3 separate regions of the Mus musculus genome follow, and all the other regions are linked to region 3. A link is a contact called in public HiChIP or PLAC-seq and promoter capture Hi-C data. All regions are on one chromosome and are shown on one strand. Each heading gives the region's core, a stretch centred on a gene start, on an enhancer-like site or on the middle of the called end of the contact. The rest is flanking DNA. Distances are from core to core; before and after follow the strand shown. Region 1 holds the start of Iqank1 (IQ motif and ankyrin repeat containing 1). Region 2 holds the start of Cyc1 (cytochrome c-1). Region 3 holds the start of Zfp7 (zinc finger protein 7).

Region 1 (3,848 bases), core at 1,210-3,709, 870 kb after region 3:
CTGGTACCCATTATCCTCATTCCAGGAGGAAGACTGGCCTCAGACGCAGCTGGGGCTATTTTGGGCAACTAGGATCTCACCTCAGCGTAGTGTGGAGTCACCACTGCCTGTCAGCCCCAGGGAATCTAAGATGTGGGGCTGCGTGTGGGTCTGGGGTGGGTCCCCTGACAGCGGGTACAGACTCCAGGCAAGCTCGGTGCAAGAGACAGTCTGGGAAGATGTTCACAGCTGTGGCAGAATGAATGGGACTCAGAGCAGAGGGGCGATAAAGGCTGCAGGAGGGTAGGCACAGGGGCGAGGGAGACCTTTTTCTGATGCTCTGCAGGAGCCAGCCCAGGCTGGCTGTAACCCTTCATCCTTCCTGGAGGTGCTTACAGACAAACAGTCTGAAGGGGAAGGCAGGACTGTGGGATGGTGAATAGACAACCACTTAGCATGAAGATTCCCAACTCAGAATCAAGGCCTGCTTTTTCTCAATATTGCTTTGTTGCTGTTGTTGTCGTTTCCAGACAGGGTTTCTCTGTGTAACCCTGGCTGTCCTGGAACTCACTCTGTAGACCAGGCTGGCCTCAGACTCAGAGATCCGCCTGCCTCTGCCTCCTGAGTGCTGGTGGCAGTGTGCGTCACCAACGACCTGCTTCGATATTTTTTTTAAGCTATCTGCCCCTCCAATCTCCTCCTTACCCTAACACTGTACCCTCCTGAGCACTGTACCCACACCCCTTCTCCAGCTCTAGAAGTTCGGGGTGCAGTGGACATCTGAGCTTTGAGTCACAAATCTATCATTCCACGCCCAACTGAAAGATCTCTTGGAAACCACTTGGAGAGAAAGGGTTTCTGTGTGCCTAGTGGTCTCGTGGTCAGTGTTGGGGTAGTGCCCTGGAGGTCAGAGGGGGCACTCACCAGCAGTAGCTCGAAGCTTGGACCCAGGGAGGAGCGCCTGCCCCTTCCCTGATGCAGCTTTGGGCCCCCCCTTCTTAGTGCTCATTCTCCTGGGGGTGGGAAGGAAAAGTCCAGGGATGGTACATTCAGGAGGGCAGCGAACAAGGCAGTGGGAATACTGCCCCGGCCCTGGATGAACATGCAGCAGGAGCATAGACCTCCAGCATGTCCCCCAGCCAGCTTCTTGGTCCACCTGCCCGCCCCTGGTGGTCTAAGGATGTGCCCAGTAGCTCGAGGAAGGATACCTAGCAAGAGGATGTGTCCCTTTATGCTGGTACCCCCGTCCTCTACAATTCTGGATCTGCCTGTCCTTCTGTGTTCTAACACCATCCTCTAAATCGCTGGGCTAGAAGCTCAACAGCCTGAGCTCTGCGGACTTGCTTTCAACTACTGCCAACGTGGGTCTGCTGAACACAGCCCCTCCCCACCCGCAAACCCTCTTCCTTCTTGGCCTTGGGAATCTCTGCTGTCTGGTTCTGGAAGCAATGCCCTTCTCCCTAGTATACAAGGCAGGCCCCCCATTCACTCCTCTTGGAAGAACTTTCCGCTCCTGTTTTAGTAGGGTCTTCCAGTGCCCTAGAACCCCTCACAGGGCCAATGAATAGGAAAGCGGGTAGTGCAATCGCTGACTCCATACACTTATGTACCCACTAGGCTGGGGCCGCAGGGCTCCAGAGTGCATTTGGGGATGGAGTTAATGAAATGTTATCCTAAAAGTAGGACCAGAAAGTGACTGAAAGTAAGCTGTCTTACGGACAATGTTCAGGCAGGTGGCAGACACTGAGAATCTAGGACAGGAGAAGTGGTAGGTAGGAAGCTGGCTTGGACATGTGACTGAGTTCAGGGCACGGCATGCGTAGAGGAGTGGGTTGGAGGGAGGGCTGGGTAGATTAGGGCTCTAGGAGGAACTAAGTCCTTAGGTGTACGGGTGATGTGTTGGGGTCGATACAACCATGAGGTTCCCTGTCTGTAGAGGATCCAGTACTTGCAGCATCTTGGGTGCAGCCTCTTTTAATGTGCATGTATTAAGACGGGACCTTTGTGTCTTCAGTTGGTTTGCACAGGAAAGGATCAGTGGGTGCCAGGACCGACACTGTTGGAGCAGTTTAGAGAGTGATCCTCATGTGAGATGGGGACTTGGGGGGTACGATTGGTTTGCGGGATTCTGTGTGGCAGAGGGGCTTCTGCTGGCGGATCACTCCAGATTCCCTTGTGCCTGAGGGGTCCCATGGGTACGGGTGAGTGCGCAGGAACCTTTATGGTTGGGCAAATGAGTGGGGAGGTCCGTGGAGTTCCTATGCTGTCGGTCTCATGCGCGAAGATGAGCCTGCGGGGAGTGGACTGGGGAAACTAGAGGTGTGTCTGCGAACGGTAGGGCGGTCACTTGAGTGAGATGGGTACCCAAACACCCCCCCCCCCCCCCCCCGTCTGAGACCTCACCTGCCTCACCTGCCTCTCGCAACACAGAGGCCAGAAGCTCCGCCCCTCGCGTCGAGCTGGCCAGTTTCCTAGCGACTAAGCCGGAACTTCCGAGTTACCCCAACTTCCGGGGCGAGGGTCAGGGGTCGGCAGTAGGGGCTTTGAGCGATCGGTTTTCAAATAGGTTCAAGGGGCTTCAGTGTCCGGAAAGACGAGGCTCTAGAAATCCGGAGCGGCGCTGGCCAGGGTCCGGAGCGCAGCTCTGGGGCTCCACCAGAGCGCTCAGGGGTCGGGGTTGGGGTGTGGGCTGGGGGCGCCAGTGAAGCCACACTGGGAACCCGGGATCGCGGCCGGGGTCCGGGGCGCGGAGGGCGCAGGAATGCGGGCGCGTCGGGGTGGGGCCGCCCCGCCCAGGTGCTGCCCGGACAGGCAGGAGGCAGAGCGCGGGCGGGGCGGGGGCGGGCGCGTGAATCAGGCCGAACGGGCGGGCGGGCCGCGGCGGGGAGTGGCTGTCGGACGGACGGGACCGCGAGGCCGCTGGGCGGCGGTGGGCTCCTGCTGCCCCTGTGCCGAAACCCCGCTCACCTGGCCAGGTAGGGCTCCCGCCCCGGAGCGGGCCGGGCACAGCACGGCGGGGCGAGGCACACGGGACGGGAGGCTCGGGCCTCCGCGCGGTGCCACCTGGGTCTGGTCTCTGGACCTGGGCCGGGCGGTGCAGTGAGCGCGTGCTTTGGGACTGGGTGGGAGACAGGGAGACTGCGCTCCGGGGCACTGGGTGAGGGATTTTCCAGGGTCACGCTGGCAAGTAGGAGACTGAACAGTGCGATTCGCTCTGGCGGCCTAGGTATTGTCAGGACATGACCTGTACCTTTCCCGGAGCCTCTCCCCGAGCCGCCATGAACCGGGGTGTCTAGGGCTGGGTCCTTGTGTGGAAGGCAGGGAAAACTGGACTCTCCTAACTCCTGATCTCATATCCCTGGACTGGATCGGCAGATAAGATACCTGGCCTGGGTAGCCGCTAACTTCCTGGGGTACAGTAACACCTTTGGGCCTTGCAGTGCCTAACCTGAAAGCTGTATAATTCATCGACTTCCGGTCTTCCTAGGTTCTTCTTGTCCCCCACAACCCCAATCCTTCTTGATCACAATCATCCTGTCATCCTCTTTGTGTAGTAGCCTAAGGTCCTCAACCATGGATCCCCCTTCCAGACCCAGGAACACTACTACCTCCTGCCAGACAGGAGAGGAAAGGGTCATTTTCTTGCCCTACTTGTGGTGAAGGGCCTGGGGCTAGCTTCAGGTAGGAGGTCAGGAACAAAAAATTCCTGCTGAGTCACTGGTTTGGGTGGGATAGGCTCCTTCCTTAAGCAGGGCCCCACTTGGATAGGCAGATGTCAGTGAGCAGGCTGTTGGATTCATCGCTGATAGGAGTGGTCACCGCCCCGTCTATCGTCAAGGGGCGATGTGTACCAGTGAATGATTGTAAGG
Region 2 (3,453 bases), core at 327-2,826, 540 kb after region 3:
ACAGTAGCCAGTGAGCAGGGAAAATACGTAGTCCTCACCACCATGCCTAGAACCAGACCCAGGGCTTAGTCTCTAACAGAAGCTGGCTTCCCTCCCTTTCTAGCCCCATACTCTGGGCAGCCCAAGTACCTAGCTCGAACGATGTAGCTGAGGTCAGGGGGTAAAGCTCCATTGTTAGCAGCTCTTGCAGCCTCAGGGTTAGGGTATGGTTTTGGAAAATAGTCAGACAACTTCCCTGGCCGCATGAACATCTCCCCATCATCATTAGGGCCATCCTGGACCTCCACCTGCCACCAAGAACCCCATCACAACCTTTTAGTCCCTCACAGTTGAAACCACAATCCCTGTATCCTCCACCTTCTTTCGTGCCCACCCCCCCACCCTCCGAACCTCCTCAGCCAGCGCCTTGGCTTCTTCCTCCGTGTAGCACACTCCCACCAGGTGGCGGTACGCCACATAATCCATGCTGTGGCAGGAAGAGCACACCTGCTTGTATACCTGGAAACCCCTCCGAATGCTAAAGAGATAAAGAATTAGAGGAACTGAAGATTCGAATTCACCCGGGAACTTCCACCCCCAGCCCCGCCGCAACACACCCACCTGGTGTGGTCCAAGGAGGAGAGGAGGCCACGATGAGACCATGGGTAGCTGGGGGGGTGCAGCTCCAGGTCACTGGCACTCACGGCAGAATGAAGGGCCACAGCTAGCCCTGCACCCCCCGCGGCCAGCATGCCCAACGCTGACAGCATCACCTTTCGGCCTCGAGAAGGGCCAGACTTCGAGGACAAGGACACTGCCTGCAAGAGCCCCGCTCAGCACCTGCCAAGACCCCAGCAGCCCACCTGGGGATCTGAATGAACGCCCATGTCTTCCGCTCCACCTCCACCCCGCACTGGCCACCACCGCACGCAGAGCGCCCAAGGCACACACCGTGCCCAATGCCTGCTGGATCCCTTACTGCAGCCAACTCCTCGGCCACGGCTCGGCTCTGGAGGGCAAATGGAGAATGCTCGTGGAACTTAACCCAGGAGACAAGCCTAAGTGACCCAGAGTACTGCAGCGGACCAAGGTCACCTGCAGGCCGCTGAGGTCAGGCTGGGGTCACTGCAGGGTATCCGCCAGGTCCGGACAGCCGGCTTCGGCAGTCGCTCCGGGCGAGCCCTTCGCTGCAATCTCCCGTCCCGACCCCATCACAGTGGGACCCTGGGCTCAGAGCAACAATGCCCTGCCACTCCAAGGCGTGGGCACCCAGACCGGCTTTCTGGGTGTGCCGGCCCGGCGGCGGGGACCCCGTCGAGTTGTAGGAGGAACGCAGGAGACCGATGCCGGCGCGCGCCCGGAGCCTCCCCGCCGTGACCTTCAGGGCTGAGGGGCGCGCGATGGTCGGGGCCCGCGCCAGGACTCACCTGCGGTGTCCGCAATGGAAGCTGCCGGGACCGCGCGCCGCCCAGCAGACCCGGAGCACTTGCACCTGGAAGCCCCACGCCCCGCGGGCCCAGTACCGTCCGGCGAAGCGAAGCCGCCGCCGCCGCCATGTCGGCCCCCTTTAGTGCGGCCGCCGTTCCCGTCGGCCCCTGCGGGCCGACGAGAGCTCAGACCACGCGAGAGCAACACAGTGGGCGGACCTAGGCGGAGCTGGGTAGGGAGCTGTCCATCAGTGGACCAGGACTGTCCCTTGCCCGGCTCCTCTAGTCCGGGTTGAGCCTGGCCGCAACTCTAATTACAATGACAACATCTGCTTTGTTTGTTTGTTTGTTTTTCTGGCTTCTCTACTATATCCCCAGTTCCTTCACCTCGGCCCCGCGAATCACGCCCTCCAGTTGAGCCACTGGATAGTCTTCTGAGAGCTTGCTCATCCATGGCCTGTGTGGGATTAACAGCAGCTCTCCCCTGCTCCACAGGCGACCCAGCATAGAAACTTCCCCTGACTAACTTTCTTTTAAACCCTCATATAAAGTCCATAATTCAATTTTCTTAATGAGAGCATATCTAAGTGGGGGTACCCGTCCATTACAAAGATAAGCTGCAGCTCCCTCTGGATGTAAGGGACTGATCACTGTGGCACTTGGTGCTGCCCTTTTTTAAAATCTACATTGACACTGACACTGTAGCTGTCAGACACACCAGAAGAGGGCATCAGATCCCATTACAGAGGGTTGTGAGCCACCATGTGGTTGCTGGGAATTGAACTCAGGACCTCTGTACTTAGCAGACAGTGTTCTTAACCACTGAACCACTTCTCCAGCCCCCATCAAAACTATTCTCAGTAGCTCAAGACAGAAACAACCCGTCTATGTCTACCAGCTGGTGAGTGGATAGACAAAGCATGGCACACCCATATGGGTGAACTTTTTCATTCTAGTGTGAGATGTGAGGCATGGGAGAAGTGCCAGCATGCATGAACCTTGAGCTCACCATATGAAGTAGAAGTCAGACACAAAAGACAAAAAAAAAAAAAAAAAAAAAAAAAAAAAAAAAAAAAGCTGAGAGTGGTGGCTCAAGCCTTTAATCCCAGCACTTGGGAGGCAGAGGCAGGCAGATTTCTGAGTTCGAGGCCAGCCTGGTCTACAAAGTGAGTTCAGGGCTATACAGAGAAACTGTCTCGAAAAAGCCAAAAAAAAAAAAAAGACCACATGTATATGATTCCGTTCACCTAAGTGGGCGAGTACACAAAAGCAGAAAGCAGACTAATTCTGCCAGTATGAGGGGTACAGGGATTTGGGTGGTGGTGGGGTGATGACAAGGTTCTTCCAAGGCAGGTGAGAGCTGACTGCTGGCTCAGGAGACAAGCGAGCAGTTTGTGTACCTGTGAAGAGCGTCACACTCAGTGTGCCACGACAAATCTCTGTGATGGCTGAAGCCTGGCCTGGAATCAGCGGCGCAGTGAGAGTTCCCACCATGGCAGGTCGAGATGAAGCAGGAGAGGCATGTGACAAGGGGCATTGTTTCACAACTCCCCATGGGGTGTGTAAAATACATGACTGTTCAGCCCAAACAAAGAAAGAGCCCAACAGAGACCAAGCACCTTCAACCACTCAGGAAGGAGCCCAGCAGTGGGAGAAAAGCCACCATTTTCACTGTTGGTTGGCTCTAACAGAAAACTGGCTCTCTCTAACACAGAAAACGAAATAGCTCAAGCCCCAAGGCCAGATGAAACAAGCCCATCCCTCTGAGAATATACAAGTGGACGTGGGGCTGGGCAAGCTCTCTGGGTTTAGAGACCTGCCACCTGCCTCCCTTCACTCACATCCAAGCCAGTCAAGCTTGGTGAGGAAGCCAGCGGGCCTGGGGTTACTTACAGAGCTGCCACGGTGCTCCAGCCTGCCAATGCTCTTCTCATGTAATTTAGCACAATGTGCAGATGGGTAAGAGGGCATGATGACTATAATGTCAAAGAAGAGTCCCCTAAGGTTACAGGAGCCCTCTGCACCCCAAAAGGGAATGTAAATCGCC
Region 3 (3,519 bases), core at 744-3,243:
GCCTCACCTAGTCCTGCCACGCTGCTGTGGTTCTCCAGCATCACCTCCTTGTAGAGGGCCCTCTGACCAGAATCCAGACACTGCCACTCCTCTCGAGAGAAGTGCACAGCCACGTCGCCAAAGGTCACCGCCTCCTGTAAGGACACACACCAACATCCCTATAATATGGTATACCTCAAACAGGTATGGTATACCTCCAGCAGGACTGGATCCTTTTGGCTCTTAAACCTTATGAGAAAAGAAGGGACTTAATCCAAAGGAGTGACCTTATGCCCCTCCCCACTGAACAGACACAGCTAAACTCTGGTCTGGGCGGACATTTATTCACCCCCTCAGGGACCAGCCTGGCCAGAGCCACAGTAAGGGTCAAAGCTAGGTATGCGATCAGGCCCAGTGGAAAGGGTAGGATGTGGGGGCTTGACAGGAGTGGAGAGGGAATACAGGCAGCAGCCAGGCTCCCTACCATGAGATCTGGAGGGTGGGATCCGCTTGTCCTGAGTCAGACACCTGTGAGAAATCATAACGAGATCAGAGGTCAGAGGGGAGGAAGCTCCCCAGTTCCCAGGGTGACTGGAGGGGCTCTGTACCCCACTGCTTCTTTACCACCCAAGCCAGACGCACAGACACACCAGACTGGGCAAAGGCTGATATTTGAATATCAGCTCCTGAGCCTTCTTGTCTGTGTTGTGTGGGAGTAAGGGCTGGAGCCATGATGTACAGCTGCGGCAGGTGTGTGTGTGTGTGTGTTGTGTGTGTGTGTGTATAAAACACACCTTTAGTCTCTGAGTTCGAAGCCAGCCTAATCTACAGAATGAGTTCCAGGACAGTTAATGCTACTCAGAGAAATCCTGTCTCGATAAACCAAAAAATAAATGAATGAATGAATGAATAAATAAATAAATGGCTGCCATAGGCCACACATTCAACTGAACAACGAGGGAGACTTCATGGGACATCTAGTAGAAAGGACAACTAAGATCACATCAACAACAGTGCTGAAGTACGGGGGGACTAGTAAAGTGTTTAAATGAGAAACGCTGGTAAAGTTTAAAGGATGCCTTCCCCCAGGGACCTAGGCCAAGCTGGTGGCTGAGGTAGGAAACGCACTTCAGGATCTGAAAATGGGACCAAGTGAGCCAGTGTGTGAGCCAAAGGAGAGAAGATAAGGAAGAGTTAACTGGAGGCAGTAGCAGTCAGGTCCAGGAAAAAGAAAAAAAGGCCTTCAGAAGGAAAACAATCCCTGTTCACCTGTACCTAAATTCCAGAACGAGCTACAGCTGCCCTAAGTCACAAGGATGACGACAAAAAAGGATTCGAGAAGTCCCCTTCTGCTAAACCAAAGCCCTTGGGCCCCTCCTTGCACACACAAACACCCACCTTCAGGTCAAAATGGGAGAGAGGAAGCTACTTTCCCAGGTAGCTTTTGGCCCAGGTATCTGGCCACTGGCTAGACTGGCCAATTAGCAGTGAACACTAGAAAAGAATTCTCCTCTCAGACCCCAGCATTTGGACTACCAATGGGAAATCGCGGTCTCAGATACAGAAGAGCAAATCCTGAGATGCCTTCTGAGTCCGCAGGCGTGACCGACTCCAGGTCATTCAGGTGCAGAAATGAGAGAAGAGATAGTCCCAGAAAGTGATTACTCACGAGGAATGAGGGAGGTTGCACCCAGCCCCAGGCCTGGAGGGAAGCAGCCTTGCTCAGGTTCAACACTGGAGCCCGGGAGCAGGCTAGAAGAGCTGGGATGCTCGGCTATTCTACTCCGCTGGGATCACGTCTTCGGCCAGGCATTCACAACAGCACCGAGCCGCCCACGCCTTCCATCCTTTTGGGGAGTAAAAGCCAAGTGTCCCTTGCCCTAAAAACAAGGAAAGCGACTGCGCCTACTCACCTGCCCCGGCGCGTGGTGGATCCCAACAAGAGAGCCACCGGAAAGGGCTTTGCAAGCTTATCCCACTGTGCCCCACCCGGGCGACTTCCGCTCGCTGGCCAGCGCGCCCCGTTTGTTCTCTAACTCCGCCCCCCGCCAGGTTACAGGGGTGGGGGCGGGGCCAGAAGTTGTCACGGCCCATAAAGGGCTGGGCTAGAGACTGAGAGGCAGGGCCGGGAAGTGTGGCTGAAGGTCACCGAAGGCCAGGCACGACCAGGAGGCGGGGCCAGAGGATGCATTTCTGATGAGAAAGAGCCTACCCAACCACAGTCTCACTACCAACCCCAAAAAGCTTTACCAAAGGCTTTCCCTTACCAAAAATCCCTTTGGGTCCCTGAACCTTAATGATAAGAGTCTTGAGGAGAAGCCGGGTGTGGTGGCGCACACCTTTAATCCCAGCACTCAGGAGGCAGAGGCAGGTGGATTTATGGGTTCGAGGCCAGCCTGGTCTACAAAGTGAGTTCCAGGACAGCCAGGGCTACACAGAGAAACCCTGTCTCAAGAAACCAAAAAAAAAAAAAAAAAAAAAGCTGGGCGGTGGTGGCGTACGCCTTTAATCCCAGCACCTGGGAGGCAGAGGCAGGAGGATTTCTGAGTTTGAGGCCAGCCTGGTCTACAAAGTGAATTCCAGGACAGCCAGGGCTACACAGAGAAACCCTGTCTCGAAAAAACAAACAAACAAACAAAAAAAAGAGTCTTGAGGAGAAAGTACATCTTAACTTCTCAAGAATGCCAGCTACTAGCCGGGCAGTGGTGGCACATGCCTTTGATCCCAGCACTTGGGAGGGAGAGGCAAGCGGATTTCTGAGTTCGAGGCCAGCCTGGTCTACAGAGTGAGTTCCAGGACAGCCAGGGCTACACAGAGAAACCCTGTCTCGAAGAAAAAAAAAAAAAAAAAAGAATGCCAGCTACTGAATAAACCTGATTTTTTTCCTGTCAATTCTCCTTGCCCTAACATGTTCTTCAACTGTCAGAGAGCCTAGGCCTTTAGATTCTAGTAACAAGGAAACACTAGCATAGAGAGAGGGAGGTTGGCAGAACTAAGTGAAGGATGGAGTCACTGGTGATAAAGAAAATGTTTCAAGGAGGATAGAGGGCCTATTGTATCTGCACTACTGAGCGGGTGTGAGGGGAGAGGATATAGTCCTTGGAAAGTGGCAAAGAGGGAGCTATGAGAAAGGAGAGAGTGTGTATGCACATTCACATGCGTGTGTGTGTGTGTGTCTGTGCCTTGAGTGTGTGTATGTTTGTGGTTTGTGCATGTATGTGTAAATGTCTATGCTGTGTATGTGCTATTTGTGTGTGTGTGTGTGTGTGTGTGTGGTATATGTGTATGTGTCTGTGCCGTGTATGTGTGTATGTGTGTGGTATATGTGTATATGTGTGTGCCATGTGTGTATGTGTGTATAATATATGTGTATATGTGTGTGCCATGTATGTGTGTGTGTCTGTGTATGTGTGTATGTGGTGTATGTGTATATGTGTGTGCCGTATGTGTCTGTGTATATGTGTGCTGCCCCTTGATTTAAGTTTTTTTAATCTCCCATCTGAAGGCTTTTGGAGTCACATGATCATTATACTATGTCCA

The links. Promoter capture Hi-C pulls out the DNA fragments that hold promoters and counts their contacts. HiChIP or PLAC-seq counts read pairs in DNA pulled down with a chosen protein or histone mark.
Region 1: an HNF4G HiChIP or PLAC-seq map of pancreatic cancer cells shows a contact between it and region 3. The contact joins the promoter of Iqank1 here to the promoter of Zfp7 in region 3. A contact is called at or near these places in 1 of 39 promoter capture datasets (liver), 1 of 115 datasets of contacts at active chromatin or transcription factors (pancreatic cancer cells) and 1 of 9 other capture datasets (liver).
Region 2: a promoter capture Hi-C map of the C10 cell line shows a contact between it and region 3, with 4 times the contacts expected there. The contact joins the promoter of Cyc1 here to the promoter of Zfp7 in region 3. A contact is called at or near these places in 4 of 39 promoter capture datasets (the C10 cell line, erythroid cells, neural stem cells and 1 more), 1 of 484 Hi-C or Micro-C datasets (CD4 T cells), 1 of 115 datasets of contacts at active chromatin or transcription factors (bone marrow-derived macrophages) and 2 of 9 other capture datasets (adipose tissue and pancreatic islet).

Annotation. Positions count from the first base shown.
Region 1 is chr15:76,008,480-76,012,327 of GRCm38.p6, reverse strand. It overlaps Iqank1 (IQ motif and ankyrin repeat containing 1), which reads right to left and starts at 2,459. Exons shown (of 14, transcript NM_001370920.1): 1 at 2,383-2,459; 2 at 904-992. The coding sequence starts at 988. Fam83h (family with sequence similarity 83, member H) reads left to right here and starts at 2,830. Exons shown (of 5, transcript NM_001168253.1): 1 at 2,830-2,954.
Region 2 is chr15:76,341,646-76,345,098 of GRCm38.p6, reverse strand. Cyc1 (cytochrome c-1) reads right to left here and starts at 1,576. Exons shown (of 7, transcript NM_025567.3): 1 at 1,407-1,576; 2 at 601-797; 3 at 391-517; 4 at 130-287; 5 at 1-46. The coding sequence starts at 1,535.
Region 3 is chr15:76,877,727-76,881,245 of GRCm38.p6, reverse strand. It overlaps Zfp7 (zinc finger protein 7), which reads right to left and starts at 1,993. Exons shown (of 5, transcript NM_145916.3): 1 at 1,893-1,993; 2 at 464-507; 3 at 8-134. The coding sequence starts at 466.